2 separate regions of the Anser cygnoides genome follow, and region 2 is linked to region 1. The links are chromatin contacts, called in public Hi-C maps. All regions are on one chromosome and are shown on one strand. Each heading gives the region's core, a stretch centred on a gene start, on an enhancer-like site or on the middle of the called end of the contact. The rest is flanking DNA. Distances are from core to core; before and after follow the strand shown. Region 1 holds the start of FBXL18 (F-box and leucine rich repeat protein 18). Region 2 overlaps TNRC18 (trinucleotide repeat containing 18).

What was found. Hi-C and Micro-C count contacts between places; a contact is called where the count stands out from the background.
Region 2: a Hi-C map of liver shows a contact between it and region 1, with 20 times the contacts expected there. The contact joins the enhancer-like site here to the promoter of FBXL18 in region 1. A contact is called at or near these places in 3 of 7 Hi-C or Micro-C datasets (granulosa cells and liver).

The regions. Positions count from the first base shown.
Region 1 is chr15:3,995,726-4,000,186 of Taihu_goose_T2T_genome, reverse strand. FBXL18 (F-box and leucine rich repeat protein 18) reads right to left here and starts at 2,595. Exons shown (of 5, transcript XM_048061830.2): 1 at 1,830-2,595; 2 at 667-867. The coding sequence starts at 2,060.
Region 2 is chr15:4,056,101-4,060,561 of Taihu_goose_T2T_genome, reverse strand. All of the region lies in intron 2 of TNRC18 (trinucleotide repeat containing 18), which reads right to left. Among named protein-coding and RNA genes, the nearest start is that of TNRC18, 12 kb to the right of the region's middle. Within about 2 kb of position 2,456, at least 2 of the 3 cell types and tissues checked have open chromatin away from gene starts, as enhancers often do. A contact at or near this core is called in liver, where this site is marked.

The sequences.
Region 1 (4,461 bases), core at 1,346-3,845:
AGGCCAAAATCTGTTCAGCAGCTGATAGCGGAACGGAAGACAATCTCCATTTTTCTAACAGCAAAACTATTTCAGCAGAATTATCCACCTATGGAGACTCAAATTAAAAGAACGCTTTCATTCTCCTTCATCCGCTTTCTTTTGGAAATGAAGAAGAGAAGCTTACGCTTGGCGATACAGTCCTCATAACACGTATCACCCTTCTTCCTAAGCTTTATTTTTGTCACAACTCATATACATTTTCTGGCTTAGCTGACTGCATGCCTGACAGCAACATGCACAAGTTTTTCTGCTCATATAGATTTCTTTGCACAACAACATGGAAAATATATTTTGGGAAAATGGTATCTTCATACAACCATAGTCAAAAGCAGCTATAAATGGCAAGTCAAGTTTACTTTCATTTTAGCCTCCAGGAACAGAGAAAATATATAAAATACCATCAGTGAAAACTAACTAAGGGAGCACAGAGCTGTCCTAACAAAGCATTCTGCAAAACAAATGCTTTTATAAAAACAGTTTATTGTTTATTTGTTTTTTTTTTTTTTTCAGAGTTCAAGAGCACGACATTTATGCAGACACACTGAAGTGTTCTATTTCTTGGCATTTTTTCAGAAGTCAGACTTGTCTTCACAGCTAACAGAAGAAGCAAGCTACTCTCCCCACCTTATAGTCTTTCTGAAGTAAGACTGTATGGGTTAGACTCTTGTCAAGGCAAAGCGTCGCGAGTTTCCTGCAGGTTTTCCTGACATTCAGGACAAGGTCTGTGCAAGGGACGTAGCTTAGGATGTGCAAAAGGATCTCATCCGAGAACTCCATCAGGTTGACACCATTATTTTCCTCCTCGCTCTCCCCACTTACAAGCTCCTGAAAGAGAAAAAAAAAGAAAAAAAGAAAAGCTACCAGTTCACAGACTTCAGCAAAGCTTGTGAGAAAACGGATACCCTGTGTCTCAGAAGGATTTATAAAGCGAGATTTATAAAGTGAGATAAAACAGAACCACTTGAATTGTTAAATACTCCCACCCGCCTTGAGAAGCCAAAACCTCTCCCTTAAAAGACAAAACTGAGGTAGTGCAAAACTTCACGCAAAGCCACAGTATCTTCAGTCACTCTTTTGCTGTGGACTGCTTAAGAAATAAAACATTTACCTTCATTCTTCTTCTGCTACTGATTTTGCAACTGGAAAAGCGTCACTCCCTGATTCTTTCAGAATATAACCCAGCAATCCCTTCCCACATCTTTCCCCTAAGAGCAATCCATTCCAATAACCTTACAAGTTACGTAACCGTTCATATGTATCAAGAAATAATCAGCCTGCAGCCCAGTATCAGACTACCCCTAGCTCTTCTGCAACACGTCACGCCGTAACTGTGCCAAACCTCGACCACCGATGGCTGTGCTCCCCTCAAGCACCCCTTTTGCTCCCTCACCCCGCGATCCCTCCATCACCACCCAAGAGGCCCCTGCCTGGCCCCCAGCCCACCCCCATCGCACCGAGCTGGTGGTTTTGGACTTAAACCCTGCTTTTAATGAAGCTCGAGTGGAAATTAACGCAGCGCCAGCCCCTAAAGGGGAAGGGGGTGCTCTGGTGCCACGTCGCATCACCCAGAAAACCCCACAGAGCATCCCTCCAGGAGGGCGACCCCTCAGGACCGGGTGCTCAGCCCAGCCCCGCGGGGAGCCCCCTCACCCCCGGGGCCGGCTCCAGCCCCGCTCACCTCACCCCCAACCCCTGAGGGGAGCCCGGCTTCCCCCATCCCGGGGCCGGCCGCGGTTAACCGGCGCTCGGAGGGACGGAGGACGGGGAGCAGCCCCTCCACACCTCACCTCTCCACAGCGGAACATGGCGGCGGCCCCGCCGCACCGGGCACCGCTCAAACCCGCCGCCTCCCGGCCTGGCTCCCCGCCGGCCCGGCCGCCGCACGGTTCTTCCGGCGCTGCCATGACCCGGCTTCCGCGGCTCGCCACTCCTCCGCCGCCCCGCGCCGCCATCTTGAGGCGGGAGCGCGGGGAGGGCGCGGCCGCCGCCCGCCGCCATCTTGAGCGCGGCGCCGCCATGCTGGGGGTGGCGGCTGGGCGCTGCCCCCCTGACGGAGGATGCGGGGCTCGGTCCCCGGCTTGCAGGGCTCGGCCCTGAGGTTAAATTAAGCACGGTCCCGCTGCATGCAGCGGGTTTCTTCACCTCTGCCTGACTCTGGTGGTGCTGAGGTGTTGGGAGCCGAGCGAGGAGGGCAGCCTCTCGGTGTCTCCTCTCGGTCTCCTCCGCCACCTCAGCGGCTGACTCACGCCAGGCCCGCGCCCCACGAAACCTTGAGGCTGCTCCCAGAATGAAAATCCGCCCTGCGCCGAGCCGTGACTCAGCCGGCAGCAGCACACGGGGCACGGAGGGCTTGGCCGGCCACCCCAGCGGGGTATTTTGCAGCCTCCGGGGCATTTGCTGGATTAGTGCCCTGCTCTTCAGCGCAGGCAGCGGGCAAATGATCCTGTCCCTGTCCATAGTGGTTTTGTAGGCTGGGAGCAGCTTGGGGTGACACCCTGAGCACTGAAGGACTTGATCCTAATGAGAGAGGGGGGCCATCACTACTACCCCTTCCCTCCAAAGCATCCACCCGCACCACAAAACCCTTATATAAACCAGCTGGCTTCAGCCTCACTGCTCATTTATGCAATGAACGTAACCTGGGCTCTGACGAGGCTGAATCTCCTCACCCCGGCAGCAGGTGTGAGGCAAATTCCACACAGGGGGCCGTGCAGAAGTCACCCGGGGGTGCTGCGAGCGCAGCCATTGCATAGAGCAACGTCCACTGGGACCCGCTGGCTCAGCACTCCTGCTGTTAGCTCCTCTTCCCAAATCTCAAGTACAGACAGGACTAGAGCGCTGGAATTTCCAGTTACGTGTGTGCTTGGGGAATTTTGTTCATAGAAAATGTGTTTTAAAGATGACCCACAAAGGAAGATGAATAGGTTGCTGCTTTCTTCCTGGTTGATTGTTGCCATTTATGGCCATGAATGAGATTAGTGGTGGATTGGCGTTTTGGCTTAGAAATATCGAGTGCCTCAGGTCTTGATTACCTGTTTTGCTTCCAGGCCCGTGAGCAGGGTCTGGACTTGGAGAGGAAACCCCCTCTTAGCCCTTAGATGAGGGAGAGCCTCAATAAGAGAATCGGTACCTGCTTTGTTTGTCATGTGTTTCAGTTAAATAGAAGATAATGTCAAATTAAATCCAGAGGCCCTGCAGTCAGGACTGACTTGTTTGACATCTGGGCTGAATACCAACCTGCCGTATTTGCAGTCATCGGGGGAAGCAGAGACCGGGGTGGAGAAAGACCTGCATTTCCAGCGCAAATGTAAATAAGATCAAGAGCAGGGCCCGTAAGCAGAGTAAAAGCCCTGCCTGGAGAGCCAGACTGACTGGAGCAGCCTGCGTTAGGACTAGCCATGGGTTCCCTCCAGTCCTGGGGCGTATGTGGACCAGACGGCTGTTGCCAGCCCCGAATGGGATCTGAGATAGGTTAAAGAACCTCCCCAGGCTCCCAGCAGTTGTAAGAGGAGCTGCTCCGACTGATGGCCCACCAAGCGATGAACAATGTGGCGGCGTTGATAAGACACGAGGCTGAATACCAGGTGGCAGCAGGACATCAGATGGGCTGTAAAGGAGGAAGGAAGCAAACAGCTACGCTGAACTCTGGCATTTCTCTTGATGGTTTTGGCCAGCAGGTGAGAGGAGAAACCTTCCCTGCTGCACCTTGGTTCAGGAACGCTCGTCCCAGTGTTGGCACATGGGAACCTCCCACGAAGACAGGTTCATTTCACTGCTGGGCTGTCTCAGAGCAGACTTTGATCATCTATGACTAATGCAGTTTTCTTAGCCCAAAGAAGGCAAGCACATACCATGCTGTCCCGGTCCAAGAGGGCAAACAAACAAATCTGGTGCTAATATCCAGATACGGTGTCCTGTACAGTATCTCTTAACTGTTCATGGCCGGACTGATCTGGTGATTATTTTTTTTTTCTTCAGGGAAACTTTTGGGTCATTTCTCTCCCCTGGTTCTTAACACTGATACAGTCTGTACAGCTCATTTTTTTTGTCAGCATGACGAAAGCCCAGTGGCCAGAGCACTTGGTGTGCTTGGGTGAACTGCTGTCTCCACTGCCGTAAGTGGTTTTCAGCGCTTGATACGATTTAATGCGGTAAGGCCTGCTAAAGTAGATTACAGCTGGGTATAATGCAAGTCAGGGCAGGCTCCGGGTCAGCAATCCCTCTGCAAAGACCAACTTCAAAGAGCAGGACAACTCCTCCTCCTCCAGCCACAGTCCCATCCACGAGCTGACACCTCGGAAAGCCCATTTTTTTTATGAAGCTGAGGCTTTGTGCCCTCAGAGGGGACTTCCACGAGGAGACGAGTTGTGTTTGAATGCCCTGGGACTTCCTGGGACATTTGCATGCAGCCAGCGTGCT
Region 2 (4,461 bases), core at 1,207-3,706, 61 kb before region 1:
GGGGCCAGATCCTTTCGGGGGATGAACCCGATGGAAACGCAACCCCAAGGCACCCCTTCATGAAGTCCTCCTGCTCCCAGGCTGCCCCAAAACTCTCGCACAGCCCAAAACCTGCTGCCCTGCTGCCCCGAGCAGGTCCTGGAGGCGATACGGTTCCTCCAGGCGCCGAGGAGCCGCGCTCGCAGGAGGTGGCCGCAGGCAAGCTGCTTCCTCCTTGGATCTCCGCGCCAGAAAGCGATGCCAAGGGGAGAAACTCTACCGCAGTGAGCAACGCACAGCTCACCCCAACCACGGCCCGCTGCCAGGGGAAAGGGAGGGGAGAGGGGGAAACCGCAACCGTCTCCCTCTGCCTGGGGCCAGGGCGGTTGCTGAACCAGCGCAGGATCCTTTCTGCCCAGGGACGTGCCGACGAGGCCAGGCAGGCTGAGACACGCTCCTGCAGCCCGCTGCTCGTGCCCCCTGTCCCCGCCACACCAAAACCACACATCCACCAGCACAGAGACTGCCCTCTCGCTCCTGGAAAACCTCAGCCAAATGAGGAAAAAAGCCAGGGGAGGTGGAAAAAGCCTCCTTGCAGCTCCTGATGCCCCTGCACCCACACCCCTGCTCAGCTCCCCTGTGGCGGTGGGTGGGCACGGAGCAGGGGCGCACGCCCGTGCCCTCCTTCCCGACCCCAAAACGGGCACATCCCATCATCTTCCCCTGCCTCCATCTCCCGTAAAAACATAGCTGCTTCACACGGGAGCCATCAATGGAGGGCTGTTATGAGAGGAGCTCGGCGGGCGCAGATGTTTTCAGCTGGGCTGACACAACTGCAGCGCCGCTCGGCTCTCCGAGGCGGCACGGGGAAGAGGTACGGCCGGGTGAGTCACCGCCGGGAGGGGATGCGACCGATGGGGAGAGGAGATAGCAGCGACCGCACAAACCGCACGCCAAACGTCTGGAGGCTGGAGGTCGCGCTGGGGGAAGCGGACGGGCCCCACGTGCTCAGCCCGCCCGGGGTTTGCCCGAAGCTCCCCAGGAGGAGAGAGCATCCAGGAGCCATCGCCCCGAGCTTTTAGCCCGCAGGATCTCCCTCGTCTCAGCCCCTCCGCTCATGGCAGTCCCCAGGCCTGAAATTCTGCCCCAGCCAGACGAGTCGGCCAAGTCGGGGTTGTGAAAGAGCAGGGCAGGAGGGGGTATGCTGGAGCTGAGAGCACACATTTCCCCCGGACAGGGCTCTGGCAGACGAGCCAGACGACATGCCTGGTGCGGCACGTGTGCGTGCCGGCGCTGGGAAAGCTGCTCCACCCCAGCCCGGCCGGCACCTCCACCGCGTCCCCTCGCTGCCAGCCCAGCACGGAGGTGGCATCTCGCTCGGGCACCTGCCAAGGGCCACGGGCAGCAAGCGGGAACAACGCAGAGACAGCACCTCCATGGGGAATTCGCTCCCCACCTTCCCAACCGCCCGGCAGCATCTGCGTCACCGATGCGCCGGGGAGAAGCAGCACCTGCAAATCCCCTGCTCATGCCTGGGGACGGCTCTCCGGTCCTTTGCTGTCACCTCAAAGGGAACAGGGCAGCAGGACGCAGCTGTGTGACAGCCCCGATGTCCTGCATGGCCAAGCGGCCACGTGCGGAGCCGGCCGCAGAGCGCCCCAAAGCCGGGCCCCGTGCCCAAGCCCTTTTTGCCCTAAAAACCGCAGCCCCGGCACCGGAAGACTCTGGAAGAGGTGAAGTAACCCCCACCCCCCACCCCTGCACCCGTCTGCCCGTTACGGGTTTCTGCCACTTATGAAATATTGCCAACCGCCAGCACCTCGCCTCTCCTCCCCAGCCCGCGAGGCACAGACGTGGCAGCGGGAGCGGGCTGGGGTGATGCAAGGGGCTGCGGACACCGAGGGGCCCCAGCCGAAAAGCGCTCACCCCATGCCCCCCCCCAGCCTGAACCCAGAGTGGAAGGGATCAGGGAAGGGAAGCGCAGCGGCACGGGTTTATTTTCACCGTGTGCTTTCAGTGCTGGACACCCGAGGGAGACCACAGCCCCTCACAGCTGGGATCTCTCCTGGCCGCTGGGAGCTGCAGCCCTTGACCGGGAACACTGTCACCTCTCCCCCAGTCCGGCCCGCAGCACATCACAGCAGCCAACTGGGACAGCGGCCCGCGGCACGAGCAACTGGATAACCGCTTACACCCTCAGCGGTCCCCCTTCCCCAGCAGGGAGGGAGGGGAACAGCAAGGATCCAGCCGCCAGCCTGCCCCCACGACGCACACGGAGGCTGTCGATGCTCGCCGTCACCCATACACCCCCGTCCCCTCCTGCCAGCTTCCTGGGGGAGACCCTTTTGGGAAACCCCCCCCCCCCATAGCGCACAGCTCCCCGCCTCTGCCCCACGCCCCAGGGGCGTGCAGCACGGCGGCGGCTACTCCCCGTGCACGCGCCTACGGCTCGCCAACAGCTGCGAGCCAGGAGTGCTGACGGCGTAAATCTTTGCCACCTCCTCCCCTGCCTGCCAGGGTGGCTCTAGTGACACCCGAGGCACCGGAGCCGCCTTGACTCGGTGCCATACACGAGACGACAGCGATACGAGCCCCCGAACACGGCGGGCTGAAACCAAAGCCCGCGGATCAGATGCACCCGGACCGCAGCAGCGGCCGCTCCCCGTCCCTGCAGCTGCTCTGCCCCAAAACCTGCCCCTGCCCCACCGGCACCCTGTGCCACAGGGCTGGCAGCTGCTCCAAGGGCTGAATTTACAGCCTCGAGTCGTGTCCCCTGAAGGGCTTCGGTCTCATCCAGAACAGTCCGATCTATTTAACTCCTTTTCATCTCTGCAGGAGAGCTGTGGTGGTCCCCGCGGACACAAGGGATCCTCCGGAGGGGGGCTGCAGTCAGAGCCTTCGCCGGCCCGACCACGACCACACTGCAAAAACCACTGCCCTAAGAGCCGAGCTCGCCACTGGCCTGGCGTGGACCTCTATTGTCTTTTAATTTGATTTCATTCCACGTGGGACTCCGCGTCCAGGCTGTTTTATTTTTACGCGGCTCTTGCTCAATATTTACTATTGCTGGCGGCTGCGTCAGCACGGGAACGCCACGCGCTCCCCGGGCAGCCCGCGCAACCCCGGGCGGGCGGCCGTGCCACGCTCCTCCAGCCGTCCTGCCCTCGCCCTGAATCACCGCCCTGCCCGGCCTCCCGCGGCCAAAGTACACAGCGGGGCAGGACGCGGGGTTCCCTGCCGCCGGCCGAGCTCCAGAGCTCACCTCCTGCTCACCCGGGAGCGCTCACGGGGCCCCAGGGAGGAGGAGGAGGAGGAAGAGGAAAAGGGGAAGAAGCGGCCACGAGCACTCGAGGGACCTGCGCTCGTGCGCTCCGGCTTCCCGCGGACTCAGCCCCTGCCTGGCTTTGCGCCCTGCGACAAGCAAACGCAATGCGAGGTGTCAGAGCTTCAGGGATGGGACGCCCCAAAGGACCGTCCCCAGCTGGGGACACGCATCCCGCTAGCAGAAGGACAGTGGCTTTTCCTCGTGCCAGGATGGAAACCACCCCGCCGGGACCACGGGCACGTCCCCGCTCAGCCCGTGTTCCCCAGCAGCTCTCCGAGCTCCCACTGCGTTCTCAACCCACAGGGAATGGAGAGGGCAGGGAGAGCGAGCCGGGCTGCCGGCGGGGTTATTTCCTGGCAAATTGTTTTACAAGGACAGCTCTGTCTGGAGACACCAGCAGGCTCCCACGCAGCTCGATCTGAGGCTGTCTCTCTCTGCTTGCCGGGTCGGGCGATCGCAGCATCACCACAGGACGCGTGCCTGGCACCGCCGCGGCCGGTCTGAGGACAGCCGAGCTGCTCCCACGCGCCCCACATCAACCCCAAAGCGTGAGAACAGCCAAACAGTGTCAGCCCTCCCGGGCCAGCACCGAGTGCTGCAGCATCTCCCCCGTGCCCCCAGCCACATCCGACACCTCCCCTGTGACGGAGGTGTAATTAAACCCGGCACCCCGCGGGCGCCCACCAAACCCTCCCATCTGCACAGTCCTCACGCTGCAAGGAGCGCTCGGCGTGCTCTCCGGCTCCGTGTCCTGCAAGACGCTGTGTGGAAATTAAAAAATACTCATTTACCTCCCAGATTGCTCACCAAAATCCCCAGGAAGGAAGGGCCTGGCTGCTGGAAGCCCGCTCTAGCAGGGCGTACAGTGACCTGCCCAAGAAGCCTTGGGGACCGAGCTGTCCCCCGGGGGTCCTAGGGCTGGCTCTGCTCCCGACAAGGACACGTACGCATTAGTTTCGTGTGCTCGCCATCCTTCCTAAGCACAGAAACGTAACCCAATTCCTTTTATTTCGTCGTTCTTGATTTTTTTTAATTACTGAAACATGGCGCAGAAGCAGCAAACAAGCGGGCCCCCGCTCCCGCGGCTCGCCGAGCCCTGCCCGCGCAATTAACCCAGCTACGCCCAGGCGTCCCGTGCCCTCGCTCGTTAGAAAGGA